Linked DNA regions of Hordeum vulgare: region 2 is linked to region 1. A link is a contact called in public Hi-C data. All regions are on one chromosome and are shown on one strand. The core of a region is the stretch at or near the end of the contact, and the rest is flanking DNA. Distances in the headings are between cores, read along the strand shown. Region 1 has its middle 15 kb from the start of LOC123425801. Region 2 has its middle 59 kb from the start of LOC123425802.

What was found. A called contact is a pair of places that touch in the nucleus more often than the background predicts.
Region 2: a contact with region 1 is called in a Hi-C map of seedling, with 6 times the contacts expected there. The contact joins two enhancer-like sites. A contact is called at or near these places in 3 of 6 Hi-C or Micro-C datasets (leaf and seedling).

What each region holds. Positions count from the first base shown.
Region 1 is chr2H:193,477,766-193,485,129 of MorexV3_pseudomolecules_assembly, reverse strand. No RefSeq gene overlaps it. Among protein-coding and RNA genes, the nearest start is that of LOC123425801, 15 kb to the left of the region's middle. Within about 2 kb of position 3,214, at least 3 of the 3 cell types and tissues checked have open chromatin away from gene starts, as enhancers often do. A contact at or near this core is called in leaf and seedling, where this site is marked.
Region 2 is chr2H:194,131,321-194,138,684 of MorexV3_pseudomolecules_assembly, reverse strand. No RefSeq gene overlaps it. Among protein-coding and RNA genes, the nearest start is that of LOC123425802, 59 kb to the right of the region's middle. Within about 2 kb of position 3,329, at least 3 of the 3 cell types and tissues checked have open chromatin away from gene starts, as enhancers often do. A contact at or near this core is called in leaf and seedling, where this site is marked.

The DNA of each region.
Region 1 (7,364 bases), core at 1,965-4,464:
TATTTATACAATCGCACTAATATGAGCATGTAAATCACAAGCTAACATATTACAATATTTATATCTCGTTGCAACGCAGAGACATTACCCTAGTTTTGTAAAAAAAAATGAATAGTGAGCATGTGGTGGCATGGTGTGGAGCTAGTCGGCATCCACAACTTGTTTGATAATATTTAAGAACAACTCCAAGAGCTCCTATAAAAACCTTCCCATAGAAGTGGTTTTATGGGATGACCATATAATTTACAGAAAGTTGACAAAAAAATTCTATTTCTGTAAAACTTCTTTCGCTAATATCTTTCTTTTCCTATTTCCCACAAAATATCATTGGGGCTGCAAGTCAGTGACATGGGCCAATGCCCAGATTTGATGTCTAGATTTTCCTCATCCTATGTGCACATTTGAAGACTTTGCTCACCACCTGGGAGAGTCTTTTAGAAGCCTCACTAAGCAAGCCTTGCAATTCTCTTGTGTGCAGCATGAACCTAGATTCCAGGAATGAACAAAGAATAAATATCACATTAGTAGGATCATTAGGCAAAACACTTTGAAAACAAATATCTATTCCTTGTTTTCCAAATAATCCAAAGTAAAGGAGGAGAAGCAATGAAAAGAATAGTACGGTCTATACTTGTATAGGCTGGCAACCAATTTCGGCACAAATCAAAAAATGAAAGAGGTGGCTTGGGATTACCTAGCACACGTCCAACAACATTCCACAAGAATCCGGCAAACGAGCAAGCAAAGAATATATGATTAATGCTCTCCTATGCAAACACTTTAACTTTCAGCGGCATTTTCATCCATCAAGATAGATCTCTAGCAATAATGAAATGATGGAGGCATAAATATTTAAATGAATAACATCTGAATGGAAATTCAAAACATACTTCATTGTGTATAGTAGTAAAATATTTATTGTATAGAAATAGAATAATAGAATGCAAAATAGTTTTTCATGCATCGTTGCATATGTGATGGGTCTTTTTCTATGCATGGGTGTATGTCGAGGCGGACCTTATCACATTCATAATTGTATCTGATATGACATGCTTGCAGGTTTAGATAAATAAATTAGTGAGTGTCACTCTTTTAGGTATATACTCCCTCATATGCATATACATTCGTTTTTAGACAAATCTAAGACAAGTAATATAGATCGGAGGTAGTATATAGAACTATAACTATCTTTTTGAAAAATGCATTTTAGAAAGGTTTTTAGTAGAAGGAAACACATTTTAGGAGGGCTTTTAGGAGGACATATTTTGTTTGACGTTGGAGGGTTTTTAGGAGGTCATATTTTGTTTTTAGGAGGGTTTTTAGGAGGTCATATTTTGTTTTAACCTCTCTCTTTCTCCATGATCTCGTCTTCTTTCTAGATGGACTTGCTTCTTAGAGCTCTCCACGCCACTGTTGCCTCTGACTCCACAATCAACGCTACGTCAGCGACCCAGTTGATGTTTGCGAAGGAGACCTAGTTCAAGATGGGCTACAAGGGTATGTTGTCTCGTGGACGAGTCGCGGTAGAAGACATGATATGCCCCTTCTTCGAAGACATCGACCACTTGAGAATATAGCGAAAGCATATCCGCATCAGCTAGCAAACCCGTTCCAGATTAAGGTCAAGCTCCCATGGGCTCACAGCAACCCACGCGCGCGACGCTCATGACATGGAGGGTACAGAGCACAGGCCCGAGCCCATGGGTGTGCGGCCTATGTGGACGGAATAGGGCCCCAATTTCCCATGTGCCCCGAAATTCCTAGCACATGGCAGCCCATAGCAAGTAGCAGGCCTCCTACTCGGCACTCAGCATGAGCCCCTCTAGCGGGAATATCCTAACGGACGCTCGTTGCGTCAAGTTGTCGCCAATTCGCATAGGGACGAGCGACTAGCGATCGGGATGGGCCGGCCCAGTTATGACACAACACGATTATCGTATCCAGTTTTGGGAACCTTCTAGAAAGTTCTTAAGTGGTTTTGGGAACCTTTTAAAAGGTTCCAGAAGCGCTTTTCATTGATTTGTTTTTTGTTTCGTTTTCCTTTTTCTGTTTTTATTTGCTCTTTACTAATTACATTTTTATTTCTACTTTCTAATTCCTTTTTGTTTCTTTTAGTTCTTGTTTTTAAGAATATGAAAATTTGTACCAAAAGGCAAAAAAGATTGAGAAGTTCAAACAATGTTCGTGTTATTAATTTTTGTCCACAAATTTAAAATAAATATCAATTTTCAGAAAACATTTGCGTATTTGAAAACAAAAACCATTCAAAATAGATCATAAGTTAAAAAATGTCCTAGATTTTCTGTTCGATATTTTAAAATTATTTTAAAATTCCAAAAAATATTTGAAAGTTCAAAACATGTTCTGTTTTTTTAAAAAAATTCAGAAGTACAAAATAAAAATTGTCAATTTAAAAAAGTTCACCTTTCAACAAATGTTCATAAGTTCAACAAACTTTCCTGCTTCAAATTTTGTTCACAAACACTATAATTTCCTGATTTCTATTTAAAAAATGCCTTTCAATTTATGTTCATAGGTTCAAAAGATGTTCCTGTTTTGTAATTTGTTCACAAATTCAATAAATGTTCATAATATTTGCATTTCTCATATGTTCTTAACAGTTTCAAAATTATGTTCACAGAAGCAGAAAAAATTCCTTTTCTCCAAATTGTTCATGTTTTCAAAAAAGTTCCTTTAATCCAACATTTTTCTTAAATTCAAAACTGTTACCATTTTTAAATTTGTTCACGAATTCAAAAATGTTTTTGTTTGTCAAAAAACTGGAATTAAAACGATGTTCCTGTTTTTCAAAATTGTCCATTAAATAATGCATTCTTTCTGTTTTGAAATTCAGTTACAAATCCGAAAATTGAGCAATTTTTTAATATTGTTCGTGTTTTTGAAAAAAACAGATTTTTTTAAGTATTCCTATAATTGTCTTTAAATGTTTGGAAAAAGGAAATGTTTTGGATCTCTCGATATAGTTAGTTATAATGGTTCTCACGATGCATATTTAACACTAGCGCTGATCAGCTCCATTGGCTAGGTAGCTGTCTCTACTAGCGCCGAATCGGGGTTATCCTGGCCGAAGCAGCACTTCTTTGCGTTGATTTTTACGCCACATCCGAATGGGCCGGCCCAAATGAAGGCTAACCTACACAAAGTCCCGCCGATGTGCTGCAGAATGTGGCATATTAGAGGGGGACCTCTTATTGGACGTATTCTGTGTCCACCTTTGCACGGGCAAGCCATTGGCCATCGCCGCTAGCAAGGCGACTGGGCTGGCCCAGGTAGCTAGCTCGTTTTTTTCGCTTTTTATTTATTTATTTTCCTTTTTCCTTTTCTATCTTATTCTTTATTTTCTTTTGTGTTTCTCTTTCTCTTTTTACGAAAAGGTTTTATGTTTTGAAAAAAAAATTAGTTTCGGAAACTTAATCACCTGTTGTATTTACAAACAAAAATTATAAATGGAATTTTTTTGAATTTCCAAAGAATTTCCAAAAACACAACAAACAAGAGCATTTTAAAGCATAGAACATTTTTGTAATTACATTTTTAAATACTTATAAAAAATTTTTGAAGCGGGAACATTTTTTCAACTTATGTATACTTTTTGAAACATGATTTTTTTTGAACTTATGTACTTTTTATAAAAAGATAAACATATTTTAGAAAATAAAGATTGTTGAAAGGAAAAATGAAGGGATTGGTGGAATAGATGTTATATTGCTTGAGCCTCATGGGCACATATATAGGAGTACAATGATCAACTTAAAGTACAAGGCAAGGTAGGACAAATCCTAGTCTATCTCATATTTCCTAATAATCAATATACTCAACATCCTCCCGTAGTCACAACGGTAGCGACGCAGACGGTGAGACTGGAGAAGAATCCGAAGGTAAGCCGACGGTCATCCCCCCACGGTCGTAAAGGTCGATGCATCGCGGAAGTTGTGCCTCGAGTGGAAACCGACGAGGTTGCTCAAGCAAGGCGGTAGCCCTTTGTGCCGATGTCGAGGTAGCCGGGAGCGTAGGATGGTGTAGCCGTGGTTGAGGTAGCCGTGCGAAGAACGCAGTGGTCGATGTCGAGTAGGGGTAGCCGGTGTCGAGGATGACGCCGTGGAGCCGCGGGCGCAAGGAAGCGTCGAGTTAGTCATGGGCGCGGTTGTCACATCCCTCACACCTTAACCAAGTTAGCATTGTGTTCATATCTTCTTTGCATTGCATCTAGGAAATTTTCAACAAGAACAAGCAAGTGGTGAAGGAACACTCAAAAAAACCTAGCCACTTCTCAAATTCAAAGGAATTATAAACTAATTCAAATCAATGAACTCAAAATGGCCTCAAGAAAAGTTCAACTTTTCTGATAAATCATGGAAACAAATAAACAATAAATAAAACCATTTTCATAACACTCTTGGCATTTCAAATAAATGCAAAAGGCTACTGGTTTCAAGTTCTAAGTTTGAATTCAAAAACTTTAAGTTTTCAAAAATGTTGAAAACTTTAGGAATGGTTGGATATATTCCAACTAATATTCTGGTGTGTTCAAAATATTTTTATAAACTATTTTGGAGCTGAAATAATCAAAATAGTTAGCAAATCAGAAAAACAAAACAGAAAGAAAATAGAAAGAAAAGAGGAAAACCTTACATGTCGCCCTAAGGAGGCCAGCCCACCAGGGGCAAGGGCGTCTTCCTCCTCCCGCCTTCAGGCAGAGGAGCGAACGCCCACGGTGGCTCCTCCACCTCCAAGAAACCTAACATGTCATTCCATGCATGATAAAAGCAAGTTGATCTGAGCATCACGTCGAATCAATTAAAATGGTATCCGAGAATACCTCGTTTGAAGTGATATTTGAATTTGATTCAAATCAACTTCAAACCTAATACATGTTAGCTATAATAGTATACCACCTTGCATCCTCATGCCATGCTCATGGCATCATCTTGTTGCACATGATTTTTATTGATTGTTATCATTTCTTTCGGTAGGCTCCGCTCCCCCGGATTCCACCGAATATCCGTCTGACAGATATTGTCACTCCTGTGAGAAACAAGGCAAGCAACCATTTTGATCATCCCGATAAATCCCATGTTCTTGCTCCTGCACTTACTTATTGCATTAGGATCAAATGCTTCAAATGCTTTTGCCACGTTAGTTGAACCCACTGCCTTTGCATGACCTGTCCTTGTCACAGTAAATAGCTGAACCTTGCAACCTAGCATACCTGGTAGTTGCTTGAGCCATGATGTGCCTTATCCTGCTATGCATGCTATGCTTAGAGTTGTGTACGGCCTGTCATTTGGAAGATGAACAGAATTGTGAGAATGTGTTCGGTAAGCAAAGGTTGTGTGTTGAACCTGAATTGGTAAAGGTACCGGTGAAAGTCTGTGTAGGAGTACATGGCGGGTTGTTTCATTGGAACCGTCCTTAGGAACTGAGTTCCGTGTATGTAATCCAAGACGAGATACTACCACATGCTGGGCCCTGAAATATGACCCCGCTCGACTTATTAATCGCTTAGTACTCGGTCCAGGAGTTGCAAGTAGTTTCTGGTGTTTATAGTCATGCTGGAGGCCGTGCATGGTGCTGACCTGAGAGGTGGGCTGTGATGCGGTAGGCAGTGGCACGGTGTACCAAGTGGCACCCGGATGGTGGGCTTGGGAATCCTGCAAACATCGTTTGGGGCCGTGGCGGAAACCTCGGCTGGACTTTCGTGCGGGTTACCCTCAGATAGGCGATAGACCTGGACTAGGTACTAATGTGGTTAACGGTCGTGGCCGACTCCCTCGTTGGGCTTCCGCTTGAAGGTTGCCGAGGTGCATGACGTGCACATGGCGATAAGTGGCGAGAGCGTGTGTGACGAAGTACACCCCTGCAGGGTTATGATCTATTCGAATAGTCGCGTCCGCGGATATGGACTACTTGGAGACATATGTTGTTCATAGATAACTTCAATGGCTACTCATAAAATTGTCAAGATAAGCGTGAGTGTCGTGGACGGCATTCCATATGGAGACGGAATGATTCCACGATGGAGTATTGTTGTTGTGTTAGTGGACTCGTGTGTGAGAAATCAAGTTGTCAAAATTATTTAAAAATGCAAGTTGTCTAGCCACGAGTCAAATGCTGGCTTTCCGCATGAAAACCCACAATACCTTATTGATACATTGCATGAGTAGATAGTTATCCTAAAGTCTTGCTGAGTACCTCCGTACTCATGTTTGCTAAATAAATGTTGCAGAGGTTGCTAATGACCCTAATGGAGGGTTCTTCATACACATCGACGGCGACGAGTAGCTGGTGTCCCAGCTACGATCTAGCCCTAGGTTGGGGTCTGTAGTATAGTTTCACATGTGTGTACTCAGACAATTTTAAACACTTCCGCTGGCTTGTAACTGAATGACTGCTATTATGGGTCGTGAGACCCTTACTGTGTAATATTATATGTGTGGCTCTTCCGAGCCTCTTAAATAAAGCTTGTATGTTTATGGTTATGTTGTGATGCCATCGATGTATCTATACATATCGGTATGCCATGCGTATGTGTGTCGTACTTGATATGTGTGGGGTTCGATTACCTAGCCGTAAACTTTAGTAGCACTCCTTACAGGGAAATGCCCCTTTGTGATCCAACGAGCCATGGTAGCTCGCTATAGCTCCGGACACATTGGTTGACCGGCGTGTGTCCTTCTTAGCTGCTGTGTCTGTCCCCTTTGGGGAAATGTCACGCGATGTAATGGAGTCCTTGTAGCTTGCTACGACTCGTCTACATTCGCTGGTGACCGACACCTGCTTTGCTGGGTCATGTATGCCTGTCCTTGTGCGGTACTGCCACTTTGGTTTATGACTAGACATGTCGATCCAGGTTCTTTGTCATTGGAATACTAGCGACACAATTGCATACGTGAGTCAGAAGGCGCAAACGGTCCCGGCTAAGGTAAGGCTGCAACCGTGGGGTTAACCGTGCGTGAGACCGCAAAGGGATGCTATGTGTTACAGGCTGGATTCTTATGGCTTAGGATCGGGGTCCCGACAGCACTGGTGTCGAAGTAGGGGTGCACTAGGAAGAAGACGTAGTTGATACGCGTTGCGCCGAAATTGTCAAGCCCGGGGACACATCATGGACGAAGGCACGCATCGGTGTGATACGTCCATTTTGCATCATGCTTTCACGTTGATACTTATCGCTTTTGGGGCTATTATTACACTTCACGGTACAATATTTATGCCTTTTCTCTCTTATTTTGCAAGGTTTACATGAAGAGGGAGAATGCCGGCAGTTGGAATTTTGGCCTGAAAAAGGAGCAAGTTTGAGATACCTATTCTGCGCAACTCCAAAAGCCGTGAAAATCAAAGAA
Region 2 (7,364 bases), core at 2,080-4,579, 650 kb before region 1:
AGGAGTCCATTAGAAATTCCGATTCACTATCCTCTCATGGTACCGGATTAACAGTAGACCATACCGGATGACAGGCGTGTCACTCCGACGAACAACTCTCTTATGGACCAACAGGATCCAGACCTGAATCACAGCTATCAGTGATGCTGCCTCAACTACAAGCTTCATTCGTTCGTTCACAACCTAGGCAACATCCATGGTGCGGTTAGCAATGTCGCAACCGACCCTACACTTTCCTAACGAACGACCTATAAAGGAGGGGCAATTTGTATGCTTCTTACTAGCTTCGAGGGGGGCATGGATGAGAAGAGGATGGCTAGACGGAGTCAAAGAAGGAGAGAAGTAGCTCGTGCTGCTACCGCCTCCATCGCCATCGCTTCCGCACATATGAGTTGTGGCCCATCGTGCAAAGAACAAAGGAAGTGATTGTCCTACAGCTAGGGGCGAGCGACTAAATGAGGGGGGGAGGGGTGAGGCTATATTTCATGCCATCCCTCCTTCGTCAAATTCCTTCTTACGTCATCTCCACCCGACCCCCCTGCACGTCGGCCACAACATGATCTACTTTTGCGCCCAACTTAGCCTGACACCCTAGAAATAGCCGATTCATGTGTTCCTAGTGGTCCAGACTTTGCGGTGACTCAAGTTTCATGAGGATGCGAGCTAGGCCTCCTTATACGCAACCAAACATGCTTTTCTCACCCCGTCTCGATCTGATTGGGTTATATGCGCGCTATCAAACACATCCTTAGGTCGCAAGTGCGGCACGTCCATTGCCGCAGTGTTGGCTCGGCCCACATAGCGCTTAAGAAGGAGCTAAAATACAACAAAACCATGTATGTCATTGAACCAATTTACAAAATGAATGAAAATTCAAAATTTATACATAACATGAAAATTAAAAGCTATTTGCATATTTCATAATTTTCCCAAATTTAAAATTGTTCACAAAACTTAAAAAATATTCTACTTGTTTAACAAATTCCCATGGAAATTAAAATATACATGATTTATAAAACTTTATTCAATCGTTCACATAATTTGAAATTTATCATAAAAATATTGAATGTGCCTAAAATTTTGTAATTTTTCCATAATTTTTAATTATGTTTACATATCCCAAAAAATATTGTTGTGTTTTTAGAAATATTAATAATTGCTGGAAAAAGCTTCGGTTTTGAAATATGTTCACATAAAAATAGGGAAAAGGAAGCACAAAAATTGGCCCACCTACACTAGGACAGGGAAAATAGTGTTGGGACAAGCGGTGTGCGCATAGTTCTGGGAGCTCCTACCTGCCGCTCAACGCGGCAGGCAGCCCTGCGTCGTACAGGGGGCGCCCCAACTGAGCCAGACCAGTTTTGTTTCTTTTTTCTGTATCTTTTTTCCTTTTTTGTTTATTTTATTTCTTTGGTTTATTTTTTCTTTCCTTTTTCCTTTTCTTTTTTGTTTTGAAGAATGTTTTTTAATTTGAATAACAATTTGAAAAATCGTGAAAACATTTGGAAGCATGAACAATTTTTTCAAGCACGAACATTTTTTAAGAACACAATTTTAAAAGGAGAAGAATTTTCAAAAACCCTGATCAAATTTGAAAGCACGAACAAATTTTGTAAGCACAAATTTTTTTAAAATTTTGAGAACCAATTTTGAAACCCAGAACAATCTAAAAAAACGTGAAATTTTTGGAAGCGTGAACAATTTTCTAAAGCACAAATTTTTTAAATCTTGAGAACAAAATTTTGAAAAAGAGAACAATTTTGAAAAACCACGAACAAATTTGAAAGTGCAAACAAATTTTTAAAGGAAGAATATTTTTTCAAATTTGAGAATAAATTCTGGAACCGAGTACAATTTAAAAAAAAACGTGAACAAATTTGGGAGCGCGAATGATTTGTTAAAGCATGAACATTTTTTGAATCTTTAGAACAAAAAATTGAAAAGGAAAACAATTTTGAAGAACCCTGAACAAATTTTTAAAGCACGAACATTTTTTGTATTTTGAGAACAAATTTTCAAACCGAGAACAATTTTACAAAAACATGACCAAATTTGGAAGCTCGAACAATTTTTGACTCTTGAGAACAAAACTTTGAAAAGGAGAACAATTTTGTTAAACCCCGAACAAATTTGAAATCGCGAACAAATTTTGCAAGCACGGATATTTTATGCATTTTGAGAACAAATTTTGAAACCAAGAACAATTTTTAAAAAACCCTGAACAAATTTGGAAGCATGAACAATTTTTTAAATACACGAACATTTCTTAAATCTTGAGAACAAAGTTTTGAAAAGGAGAACACTTTTGAAAAACCCCAAACAAATCTGAAAGTGCAAACAATTTTGTAAAGCACAAACATTTTTGGAATTTTGAGAACAAATTTTGAAACGAGAACAGTTTTTTAAAACGTGAAAGAATTCGGAAGCGTGAACAACTTTCTAAATACACAAATTTTTTGGAAAAAATAAACAATTTCCTAGTCTATAAAGAAATTTGAAAAAAGGAGCATTTTGCAAACATAGAACATTTTTCTTGTAAGACAAAACCTTTTTTGAAATTTGTGAACATCTTTTTAAAGGGAACATCTTTTGAACTGATGTACACTTTTTAAAACAGTAAAAAAAATTGAACTTACGTACATTTTTTGAAAACAGGAAATATTTTTTAGACCAAGAAGAATATTTTTCAAATTTCCCGAACATTTTAAAATCATGAATAATGTTAGAATTGGTGAACAAAATTATTCATAAAACAGGAACATTTTTTATAAAAATGTAAAACAAAGAACATTTTAAAAACAATTGTGAACAATTTATGAAAAAAGGAACATTTTCTGAAAAGTCGTACTGTTTTTTTGAATACGAGAACAAGTTTTGAAACAGGAATATTTTTTATAAAGATGAACACATTTTTTGAAGCAGGGATATTTAAATATAAACTGTGAATACGAGAACATATTTGGAAACTCAAAAAAAGGAACAAAAGTGAAGGAAAAATTAAAAAGGAAACAATAGCATTTGTTCAAAAAAGAACAATTTTTGAAAATGTCGGACATTGTTTTAAATCCAGAACATTTTTTTAAGCTATGAAGTTTTTGAAAAACAACAAGTATTTGAAATTTGGAAAATTTTTGTTAAATGAAGAACATTTTTGAAAGTTCAAGAACAATATTAAAACATGAACTTATGTTAAAAAATAACCATAGAAAAGAAACATAAGCAGAAAAACGAAGAAAAAAAACCAAAACTCTCTAAAGAGGTATACGGGACGGCCCAGTTTGTCCCGCTTCTGTGCGTTTGCCACACTATTTTATGGGAGGTCCTATTCGGGACCTCCTATGCGCCGCTCTTTGCGGCAACTGCCGAGCGGACGCACAGCGGTCGCCCCGACTGGGCCGGCCCAAGTTAGCGACCAGTAGTGATTCTGAAGACCACAACAAATAGCCACCAGCAGGTGAAAAATCTGAAACATTTCAGTAAAAATATCAGAACATTGTTTAAACTTCTGGAACATTTTTTCAAATTTCGAAACATTTTTAAAAATTCTGGAACATTTTTTAAAATGTGAAATATTTGTTTGGATTCTAGGACATTTTATTAAATTCCTGAACATTTTTAAAATTCTGCAACATTTTTCAAATTCTAGAGCATTTTTAAAATTCTGAAACATTTTTTGAAATTCCGAAACATTTTTAAATTTTCGAACCTTTTTTCAACTTTCACAACATTTCTTTTCAAAAATTCGAAACATTTTCATAAAAAATATCAGAATATTTTTTCAAATTTTCGAACCTTTTGTCAAATTTCGGAACACTTGTTTTAAAAAATTCGAAACATTTTAATAAAAATATCATAACATTTTTTCAAATTTCGTAAGAAATTTTTGATTTCCAAAACATTTTTTCAAATTCTGGTACTTTTTTATATTCCTGCATTTATTTTAAATTCTGGAACTTTTTTAAATTTTAGAATATATTTTTAAAAATCTAGAACATTATTAAAACAGAAAAAGAAAGAAAAAAAAACGGTTCATGGAATCTTCTAGAAAGTTCCAAAATCGGAAAAAACTGACTGAAAACCTTTAGAAAGTTCCCAAAACTGGAGGTGCTGGCATGTAAATGGACCGGCCCATTCCTAAACGCCGCTGGGTGTCCTTTGCGAAGCCTCGACACGGCGATGCAAAGAGCGTAAAATAAGGATTTTGCTCCTGTTCGCCGCTTATTGCGGCATGAAGACGAGGTTTCGCACAAACCGCACGTCACCCTGGGCCGGCCAATTTGTGGTGGCTTCGCTTCCCTTCGTTTTCACATGACAAAATCTCAAAAACAACTTGTGATACGAATCTAACCCACCACCTATTTGTTGATGTACACGCCGCACTAGCCACTGTATCACGCATGTTCAAGTGAAAAAAATACAACGCAAAACTTAAAGAAACTAACAGCGTCGAAACAAGAAAACAAAACGAAACCAGTTCATGAAATTTCTGAAAAATTGTAATCATTTTTTGGAAAATAAGAACAAAAGTGAAAATATAAAAGTTTTTAAAAATTACGAAAAAATTTAAAAACTCAAAACGTTTTCCAAATTCCGGAATGTTTTTCAATTTCTAGAATTTCAAGAAATTCTGGAACATTTTTTTAAAATTTCGGAATATTTTTCAAATTCCAGAACATTTTTTCAAATTCCAGAGTTTTTTACAAATTCCAGAATATTTTTTTCAAATATCGGAACAATTTTTCAAATGCCGGAATATTATTCAAAGTCTAGATCATTTTTTTAATTTCCGGGACATTTTCAAATTCTGAAACATTTCTTCAAATTCTGAAACATTTTTTGAAATTCTGGAACATTTTTTCAAATTCCGAACAATTTCGAAAGTCCGGAACATGTTTTCAAATTCCGAAACATTTTTTCAATTTCCGAACAGTTTTGAAACAGAAACAAAAAAGAAACAAAAAAGAACAAAGAAAAAAAAAACTGGTTTACGAAATCTTCTAGAAAGTTTCTAAAACCGGAAAAAATGGTGAAATCCAGTTCAACAACCTTATAGAAAGCCCCCAAAACCGGACTTTGTAGCGCGTGCACTATCTCATAATTTTACCAACCCATCTTGATCGCTAGGTGCCTTGGTTGCTCGCTTGTGTGCGAAGCAGCGGCAACTTGAGGCAAAGCGCGTCAAATAGAAAATCCCCTATTTGATACCAGGTGCGTCAAATAGGATTTTTCCACAGTTCTTATCCGTCGACCCATGAGCGAAATTGGAAGTACTACCACACACCAATGCATTGTGAGTGGGTCGTCCCTGTTCATGTAGGCTTCTTTGGGCTTTTGGAAGTACCTTTTTCTACAGGACTTTCGGAAATCGGGTGTAACCTCATTTGCAGGGTTTTAATTTCTGTTTCTTCTTTAATTTCCTTTTTATTTTATTCCTTTTAAAACTTTCTACTTCTATTTTTCCTTTTCTTCTTTTTCTCTACATTTTGTTTCCATTTTTCTAAGACAATCACTTCCATACATTTTCTTAATTTAAAAACCTGAGAATTTTTCTGAACACATAATCATTATCTGAAAATTTTATGAATTCAGCAATTCCTATAAAACTGTGTTAAATATGTTATAATTACACTGACTTTTACAAATCAAGTGTTAACAATTGTTTCAAGTACATGAAGATCATACGAACCTGCTTGTTTTTTCTTAGCAATGCGTGTTTACTTGTTTTGCGTTCTCAAGTTTCATTGCCTTGACTTCTCTTGCCGCCTCTTTTTCGCTTTGTGGTCTATGTCACAGGTAGCTCTGCTCGCCGTTCGAACCCCCCACGGGACACGGCGTCCAAACAGTTTCGCAACACAGAGGCGCCCGAGGGGTCTGCCACGTCTGGTCTGTCTCCCAAGAAGAAGTCCTTCAAGAAGGTCGCTCACAAGGACAAGAGGGTCAATATCCGTTCAATGTCCCCCAAGGACTTTCTGCAATTTCGCACCAAGAACCCCTATCTCAAGGAGAGGGAAGTGATCGATGGTGTTGAAAATGTCTGGGCAAGGGACCAGTGCAGGATCTATCGGGATGTTATTGCTCACTTCAAGAAGAACCATGTCTCTGTTCAGTGGATTGATCTGGCACATCTTCAGCGGAACATGGACTACTTTGGTGATGCCCTCTCCCTGGTTGACAAACTGGGCATCAAAGACATCATCACCTTCAAGACGGACTTTGATCCCACTGCAGTTGCTCAGTTTTATGTCACAGTCCATTTCTCTCCTGATGCACAGCGTTCCATGATCTGGATGACTGGGTCAAAGAAGATGACCGGTTCCTAAACTGAGTTCATGCAGTTCCTTCACATTGACTTTCAGGGTGCTGACACTCCTCTTGGGCTGCGTCCTCATGCTGCAGCCCCCACCGATAGGGCCCCCGCAAAGGACAGACTGCAGTCACTGTATCTGAGGAAGGGGGTGCTTCCCAAGCACCTGGACATCATGCATCGGATCTTTCGCAACACCCTCTTCCCTCGGAGTGGTAACTTCGATGAGGTCCATGGCTACTTTGCTGAGATGATGTTACTGTATGAGGAGGCTATGTCTCAGGAGTCTGGTCAGCTGGATATTTGAGATGTGATGTTCACAGAGCTCTGGAACTGCATCATCAATCGTAAGGTTCCTATCTACGGGCCTTACCTGTTCGCATACATTTGCCATAAGTGGGAAGAGGCTTTTCCGGACAAGGTGCTCTACGCACAGTCTGATTACATTGTGCATGACCCGATCAGGCTTCGCGTCAAGGACAAGTGGGCCAACCCATCTACATCCTCTCAGCACATGGAAAGTGATACAGAGACCGCTGCTGACAGAGGAACTGCCTCTCAGTCCCGCTCGTCTGCCATGCCATCTTGGGCTATCAAACTGCAGGATAAGATGAAGACACTTTTCTGTATGCAGGCCAAGGGTCAGTACCAGACACACGTGGCTCAGAAGCAGAGCCGCCAGAGGCATAAGCGTGTTCTCAGGACCTTGGATGTGGACATCTCCAGCGGCTCAGAGGACGACATCACTCCTGAGGCCACTTGGATGCAGGCTCAGGGGTACCAGTGGTCTGGCGATGAGGCAGAAGAGGAGGAGCAGACCGACCAGGAGGGGACAGACGAGTCTGGTGATCCTGAAGACGAGGAGTAGTTACCTGTGGCATTAGGTGTGCCCCCTTTTTGGTGTCTTGTGCCAAAGGGGGAGAGAGTCTAGGATTTGCTTTCATTTCGAACTTTGCATTGCTTTGCTTTATCTCGTATGGTTTGCTTCGAACTTGGTTTGATTCTCGTTTGCTATCTTTTGTGAGACATGATCTTATGTGAGATTTATTTCCATCATATG